Linked DNA regions of Cricetulus griseus: region 2 is linked to region 1. The links are chromatin contacts, called in public Hi-C maps. All regions are on one chromosome and are shown on one strand. Each heading gives the region's core, a stretch centred on a gene start, on an enhancer-like site or on the middle of the called end of the contact. The rest is flanking DNA. Distances are from core to core; before and after follow the strand shown.

What was found. Hi-C and Micro-C count contacts between places; a contact is called where the count stands out from the background.
Region 2: a contact with region 1 is called in a Hi-C map of the CHO-K1 cell line, with 3 times the contacts expected there. The contact joins two enhancer-like sites. A contact is called at or near these places in 4 of 8 Hi-C or Micro-C datasets (the CHK-Q cell line, the CHL-YN cell line and the CHO-K1 cell line).

What each region holds. Positions count from the first base shown.
Region 1 is chr2:288,873,693-288,877,881 of CriGri-PICRH-1.0, reverse strand. No RefSeq gene overlaps it. Among named protein-coding and RNA genes, the nearest start is that of Agpat4, 18 kb to the right of the region's middle. Within about 2 kb of position 1,796, at least 3 of the 6 cell types and tissues checked have open chromatin away from gene starts, as enhancers often do. A contact at or near this core is called in the CHO-K1 cell line, where this site is marked.
Region 2 is chr2:288,909,991-288,913,929 of CriGri-PICRH-1.0, reverse strand. The region is part of intron 11 of Prkn (E3 ubiquitin-protein ligase parkin); the gene reads left to right. Among named protein-coding and RNA genes, the nearest start is that of Agpat4, 54 kb to the right of the region's middle. Within about 2 kb of position 1,584, at least 3 of the 6 cell types and tissues checked have open chromatin away from gene starts, as enhancers often do. A contact at or near this core is called in the CHO-K1 cell line, where this site is marked.

The sequences.
Region 1 (4,189 bases), core at 547-3,046:
CTCCTGAGTGGCCTTCTGCCACCCTGTGCTCCCTGCTCTGTAGCCAGAGGACCACCTACAGGCTTCTACTCATCCTGCCCCGCAGGCCTAGTAGGCAGTCTCCAGGGCTCAGGGCAGAGTCCATCATTGCCTTCCCAAAGTGATGTGGTAAGAGCGAGGACCCACCAAGCAGTCCCTATGCAGTCTTGAGAAGTATCCAGAGATCCTGTGATAGCTTCGTGAAAATGTGTCATACATACATGCACGTGTGCATATATACACGCATACATATGTAATGAAGAGAAAAATCAAACTATGAAATTTGCAGGGAAATGGATAGATCTGGAAATTATTCTATTAAGTGAGATGGCCCAGACTCAGGAAGATAAAATATTCTCTACCATATGCAAACCTTAACTTTTATTGTTCTGCATATATAATAAAGGGGATGGGACGGTGAGTATAGACTATGGGACTAGCAAGGAGTCCACTAGAGGGAGACAGGAGGTGTTGAAGAAGAGTGGTGGGGTGGCAAAAAGTCACTTGGGATGAAAGCAGGAAGTTGCTAGGGGGAAAGAGGATGTGGGGAGGAGGAGAGAAGCAAGCAAATATTTGTTTGGACAGTGCCATAAGAGAATATTTGCATGCTAGTAAGAAGAATATTTCAAAGAAGTCAGATGTCTGTTTAAGGGTTATTTTTTTAAGATGAATTTATTTATTATGTATACAACATTCTGCCCCCATATATGCCTGCACACCGGAAGAGGGCACCAGATCTCATTATAGATGGCTGTGAGCCACCATGTGGTTGCTGGGAATTGAACTCAGGACCTCTTGAAAAGCAATCAGTGCTCTTAACCACTGAGCCATCTCTCCAGCCCCATGTTTAAGGGTTATTTATGCATTAAAAAAATGAGATTAAAGGTCCTGGAACCATCACCCTGTTCGTCTTCCCTGCCTCATTCACTGTAACCTGAGCCATCAAAGGGATAATTATAGCCTGGTTGGTGTCCCAACCATCAGAAGTTGCTAGCGTCACCATATTTGGGGAAATAGCCTTTGAAGATGTAAATTGAAGGGGTGACATTAGGGTAAGCCCTAAACATCATGACTGGTGTCCAATAAGCAGAGGCGGTTAGAATGCTGACAGACATAAAGGAGGGACCACATGGTGACAGACACAAGGAGAGCCATTTATAAACCAGGGGGTGTCCAGCTTGCAGACGCCTTGCTCTTGAACATCTTCCTTCAGGTCCGTGACAAATACATTTTGGTGATTTCAGGCCCCAGCTTAGCGGCCAGTCCTAAAAGTGATGTAGGGAGAGAAGTCCACAAAGAAGGGCCCCATGCTGTCCCAGGGACCAGAGACAGTGGGCAGAGACTAGAGCTGGGCTTCACATGGAAAGGCTCCTGTGAACCCCCGCTGTGGTCTCTCATAGCCTCAGGGAACCCCAGGGGAGGAGCACTCTTACTCTAATCCTCCATGCACCCCCAGGGCTGAGAGTGTCAGCCAACTGCAGAGGTAGAGATGCAGAGGCCAGGGCACTGGGTGTCAGCCTACACTGCAGAGTAATGCCTGGCCTGGCAGCATCCACAGCACATATGGGTGACCAGGCTTCCTATGTGGGAATCAGACCCACAACCAAAAGGTGAAGTGGGGACTCCAGGCCATCTCCTCCTAGCACAGCCTTCTCAGCACCCCTACTCCTCTAGCCATGCTTCTGGAGTATGGAAAGCCAGAGCTAACTGATCTCTGAGGTGCCTTTTTTTTTTGTACTAAAGTTCTATGTTTTTGATTCATAATGGTGATTCATGATGAGTCAAGAAGGAAAAGGTTAGAGTATGTTCTGAAAATCCTGCGTAAGGAAACAGGCAATCCATGCACTCCATTGTTCAAATGCTTCACAGAGCTAAAAACCACTTTGTTGTTGAACCATAGAACACTCCACCGCCAAGACAACTGACTTCAGCGGAGCTGTTCCCTGCACAGTGCCAACAGTTTGACTGTCTGCAGGCCAAGCTGCCTCTGCAGAGCCCTCTGCTCGTGCCGTGAGGCTGTGCACTGTGGGCTTCGAAGTCAGAGAAGACAATTGGTGTGGAAGAGCAGATGGTATTACTGTGTGTGATAGCATTTAAACTTGGCATTGGCGTCAGATATTTTTCTCAAAAATACCCGGAAAAAAACATGCAGCTTCATGAAGGAATGCTTTACTTTGGCTCACAATCTAGTGGTGGTGTCCATCATGGTGTGAAAGGCAAGGTGGCAGGAGCATGAGGCCGCTGGTCACATTGCATCCACAGTCAGGATGCAGACAGAAGTAGACACTGGTGCCCTACTGATTTTTCTCATCTTCATTCAGTCTGGGCTCCGGCTAATGGAATGGAGCTGCCCACATTCAAGGTGAGTCCTTGTGGTGGGTTGAAAAAAAATGGCCCCCAAAGGGAATGGCACTATTAGGAGGTGTGGTCTTGTTGGAGGAAATGTGTCCCTGTGGAGGTGGGCTTTGAGGGCTCATATATGCTCAATCCACACCCAGTGTCTCAGTTCACTTCCTGTTGCCTGCTGATCAAGATGTAGGACTTTCAGCTCCTGCTCCAGCATCATGTTGGCCTGTACATCACCATGTCACATAACGATGATAACAAACTAAACCTCTGAAACTGTAAGCTACCCCACTAAGTGTTTTCCTTTATAAGAGTTGCTGTGGTCATGATAGAAACTTAGTTAGAAACCCTAAGACAGGGGGAGGGAGCTAGGAGAATGAGAAGGGGAGAAGAGGAGGGATGCAGAGGACATGAGGGAGCAGAAAGGTTGAGTCAGGGGAAGAATAGAAGATAACAAGAATGGAGATACCATAATAGAGGAAGACATTTTAGGTTTACAGAGAAATCAGGCACTAGGAAAATGTCTGGAGATCTACAAAGATGACACCAGCTAACAATCTAAGCAACACAGGAGACACTGTCTTAAATGCCCTCCCCCGATAATGAGATTGATGACTGACTTATATGCCACCTGATAGCCCTCATCCAGCAGCTGGTGGAAGTAGAAGCAGACACCCACAACTAATCACTGAACTGAACTGGAACCCAGATGCAGAGAAGGATGAGTGAAGAGCAAAGGGGTCCAGACCAGGCTGGTGAAACCCACAGAAACAGCTGACCTGAACATTGGGGAACTCTTGCTCCCCAGACTGATAGCTGGAATACCAGGTTGGAACTGATCCAGACCCCAGGAACATGGGTTTCAGTGAGGAAACTTTGGAAATCTACAGGACCTCCTATAGTAGTTCAATACTTATCCCTAGCAAAGGTGTGGACTTTGGAAGCCCATTCCACATAGAGGGATACTCCCTGAGCCAAGACACAGGGGTGGGCCTAGGCCCTACCCCAAAGGATACGATAGACCCTGATGACACCCCATGGAAGGCCTCACCATCCAGGGGGAGCAGAAAGGTTATGTGATAGGTAGGATTTTAGTTGGGGGGAGGGTGGTGGTAGGAGAGGACTAGGAGGAGAAGGGAGCTGGGATTGTCATGTAAAACAATCCTGTTTCTAATTCAAATAAAAAAAAATCTGAGAAAAAAAAAAAGAAACCCTAAGACAGTCCCCCCACTTCAGTCAACCCAATCTAGAAGCATCCCTCCAGGGTCTGCTGATTTGTCCCCTAGGTGAATCTAGCTCTTCTGAAGTTGACACAATATGCTTACATGACCATGTTCATTTATAACTCCAACTTTCCTTCAGAAATGGGGTTATCTGCAAAACCAAGTTGTGAATCTGTAAGGCAGCTGGCATTGTCTTTCTTGAGAATTTTGTGGTTTCCAAATACCAGGAATCTTTTTTAAAAGATTTTATTTATTTATTATGTATACAACATTCTGCTTCCATGGGTATCTGCACATCAGATGAGGGCACCAGATCTCATAATGGATGGTTGTGAGCCACCTTGTTGTTGCTGGGAATTGAACTCAGGACCTTTGGAAGAGCAGCCAGTGCTCTTACCTCTGAGCCATCTCTCCAGCCTCAAATATCAGGAATCTTGTCTTAAACTGTTATTTCAAAACTTTAAGGGCAGTGTGATGGTTTGAATGTGAAATGCCCTGCATAGGATTCATGTATTTGAATACTTGATCCCCAGATGGTGGAAGTGTTTTTGGAAGGCTGTGGAACCATGGAGAATGTGACCTAACTAGCAACAGTGAGTCTC
Region 2 (3,939 bases), core at 335-2,834, 36 kb before region 1:
TTGAGACCAGTCTGGTCTACAAGAGCTAGTTCCAGGACAGCCTCCAAAGCTACAGAGAACCCCTGTCTTGAAAAACAAAAACAAACAAACAAAAAAGATTGGAGTATAGGCAAGTCCATGGGGGTATTGTCTTTTGTTGTTGTTGTTTGTATTTTGCTTTTTGAGACAAGGTGTCTCTGTGTAGCTTTGGAGCCTGTCCTGGAACTCACTCTGTAGACCAGTCTGGCCTCAAACTCACAGAGACTGTGGGAAAATGCTACAATGAAACCATTGCTTTGCACGTTGATTGGCATTAAAGTTGTGCACCACCACTGCCCGACTTTGAGTTCTTGTCCCAGCATCCCTGAGTGATGGACTGTGATATGGAACTGTGAGCTGAAATAAACCCTTTCCTATGCAAGTTGCTTTTGGCCATAGTGTCTTATCACAGCCATAAAAATCCTAACTAAGACGGAAATTTTTTTTTTTTTAATTCTTCTTCCAAGTTGCTAAAGGTTTCATTCATTTTGGCAACTGTCTTGTCTGTGTCCTGAATAAATGACCTTATTTCATCTGTCTGCTTATGTGGATCTCTGATTCTTTTTAAATGTCAGACTGTGAGCCAGGCATGGTGACTTATGCCTTTAGTCCCAAAGAAGGCAGAGGCAGGTGGATCTCTGATTTCAAGTTCACCCTGATCTACAGAGCAAGTTCCAGAACAGCCAGGACTACATAGAGAAACCATTTCTCAGAAAATAAGTAAATAGATAAATAAATGTCAGACCGTGGGGCCAGCGAGATGCCTTGGCAGGCAAAGACAAGATAAGGCAAGGACTGACCTTACTTCAATCCCTCTGCTGTGGCAGAAGAGATCTCATTGCTGCGAGTTGTCCTGTGTCCTCCATACACATGTGTGGCACGCACACACACTGCCTCCTCCTTGTCTGTGGTTATTGGAGTTGTGATCCTGTGGACGAGTCATGATGGGTTTTGTCTCATTTCGGGTGTCTCTTGATGATGTTCTGTGCATCCGTTGTGGTGGCTTTGTCCTTCAGTTTTAACTTCCCCCACCTCTTCCCCCACTCTTAATTTGTCTTCCATGTGAGTCCTCTGGGAGTTTCTTCATTAGGAATTTCATTGCCTGCTACTTTTGCAGAAGTGTGTCGTGGTGTCTGGAGGCCACTCTGATGAGTCACCATCAGACCTGGAGTTGAATGGCAGGAGGCAACTCTGTGAGTTCCACTTACGTCCCCAGTAAGGTTCAGACACCGGCCTTGGGGTGGAGACAACTGCAGTGTATAGGTTTTCATTCATTTATTTATTTTAGAGCTAAGGGCAGCAGTATTTATGATATGAAATAGGAGCCCAGCATGGAGGCACACACTTTCAATCCCAGAACTCAGACATCAGAGGCAGGCAGATCTCTGAATTCCAAGCTAGCCTGGTCTGCAAAGCAAATTCCAGGACAACCAGGGTTATACAGAGAAACCCTGTCTTGAAAAAAAAAAAAAATTGAAATGGGGAAATGGTCAGGGCTGGTAGCATGCAAGCCCAGACATAGCCGCATCCCATTTTAGGGTGGAGTTTAATGGGGATGGTAGGGCATGCCTGTGGGCTTCCCCTGAGCCAGCTCTGCAGAGCAGGATGCCTTCTGTTCTGTTTACGCTGTGGCTTCTGAAGTTACACCTCAAAGGGTTGCTAGGGAGCCTTTCCTTCTCATTAAAAGAGATGGCAGGGTGGTTCCAGACTGGCTTGCATTACAGCTGATAAGGTAAAAGCCCAGGTCACTCAGGGTGCAGAGGAGGTTAAGATGCCTCCACTGTAAACAAAGCCTTGTTTATGAGATTCCAGGAAATAGCTGGGGAAGGACTAAGGCCGTCCTTGTAGGTCATGCAGGCTCAGGCCTGATTCGTTGTTATTTATGAAATAAAAAATAATTTGCTTATTAGAAATTACTTCTGCATAAAAGGAATGTTGTTTTCAGCAGCAGCCTTCACGGCCATGTTCCTTGTGCTGCTTGTGATGCTAGACCCTCAGCAGGTGAGGAGCTCAGAGGCTCCCTCTCCAAGTCTCCTCAGTTTTCTCTGCCTTTCCATTCTGCTTGAGTGTGTGTGTGTGTGTGTGTGTGTGTGTGTGTGTGTGTGTGTGTGTGTGTGTGTGTGTGTGTGTGTGTTTTAGAGGAGTAGAGGTGAGTGCTGAGTTGGAGATACCGGAGTAGAGACTGTTGCTGTAGAAATGTAAAATAAGGAAGTTTTTTTGTAGATGAACACAAGTAAGAGAGAGCCATGGAAGTCTTCTGGCAAGGCAGAGGGCAAAACAGAGACTCCTAACAAAAAAGAAAACAGGGTGTAAATAATTTTAAAATGACAGAGAAAGCTAAGCAACGATGAAGTTGCCCTTAGTCAGAACATGTTCTTCAGTGAGATGATAGTGTCCCCCTCTCCTTAGATTGTCATTTATGTCAGCTGCAGTACTGGGGGGGGACTGCAGGTCTCAGCAGTTCAGATTGGTCACAGGTGTCCCTCCAAGTAGAAGGATTTCTGAGCCTGGACTTCTCTCTACCAGAACCCACCCTGCTTCTTCCAGAGGGTTAGAATCTAGCTCCTGGTGAACTGGGGATGGACCTTTCCAGGGGTAGGACCTTCTGTGATGTAGGCCAGAAGGGCTGTGGGTACCTTTGTGCGCCATCAGCCACTGGCTTTCACAGCTGGCTTCTGGCTCTACCATGCAGCTCACCCCTGGCAGTGGTGAGAAAATTTCTCTGGCAGACTGTCTCAGTTCCAGCTTCCCTAGACACATCTTCACTACACTACTTTCACCCCTACACCACTTCAATCTACTCCATATGTTTGCTTTTCAGTAGCCCATGCTGCCCCTGTGGGCACTTCACTGGTGGGAACAGTTACCTCTGGTTAGCAGGGTAGCTGTGACCTCAGCCCTGGTGGCAGCAGCAGTGGACCCTGGATCTATTGGTGGGAGAAGTTCCCTGGCATACAGCAAATTCAGGTGGCAAGGCAGGGGTTAGCAGGAGTCAGTCAGCCCTGTGGTACAGCAGCCTCATCCTCCCTCTGTCTGTCCCTGTGGATAAGAAATTAAGAACTTTAATTCACTATAGTTTTGACTTGGCACATTTATAAGACTATTTGGTATTTTAACATGTTCAGTGTGAATAAATATGAGTAATATAAAACAAGTAACATATAACAGCTCCTTCTCTAAAGGCAATCACAGGGAATTTATTCTGGGTGCACTCAATGGCATAATGGTACATTTGGGAGGTAGAGGCAGGAGGGTTGGGAGTTCAAGACCAGTGTCAACTACATAGTGAGTTTGAAGCCAATGTAGACTACATGAGACCCTGTCTCAAAAACAAGAGAAAGCAAAATATAAGTGATAAGACAATGAATTTACCAAATATGTTGGTAGTAACATCAGATGGACAGATTACATCTAAGTGGGAAATCTCTGCTGCCATTTTCAAATGCTATCTTACAACAAGCTTAGCTCTGGGCCTGCTGAAGTCTGTGGTCTGGCAAGAATACTTCCTGAAGGTTTTATCCTGTTATGGAGTTCAAGTCCACAGGGAAAAGTCCACAGAGTCAATTCAAATAATAATTAAATGAATTTATTAATTACTACTGGCAGGAGCACAGCCATATCCAAGGCTTGCCATGCAGAGGAGGCTACAGAAAGGGTTTTTAAAGGCAGGCACCACAATTTTCCCATTTTGTGGTATATACAACTAAGTGAGAAACCACTTCACTTCCCTCCGCTAGTGAGGAGCTGTCACTCACAGTCTGTTACACAGTGATGAGTGGGTTTGCATAGGTGGGAGCAAGAGGGTCATTGTTACAATCGTGGGGAAGGGAGCAAGGAGTCAGAATTGCCAGGAACTTACCTTTTAGGAATTTAGAATGGTGCCCAGCTCAAAGAGGAGTTTTCTTTAACTATCACAAAATA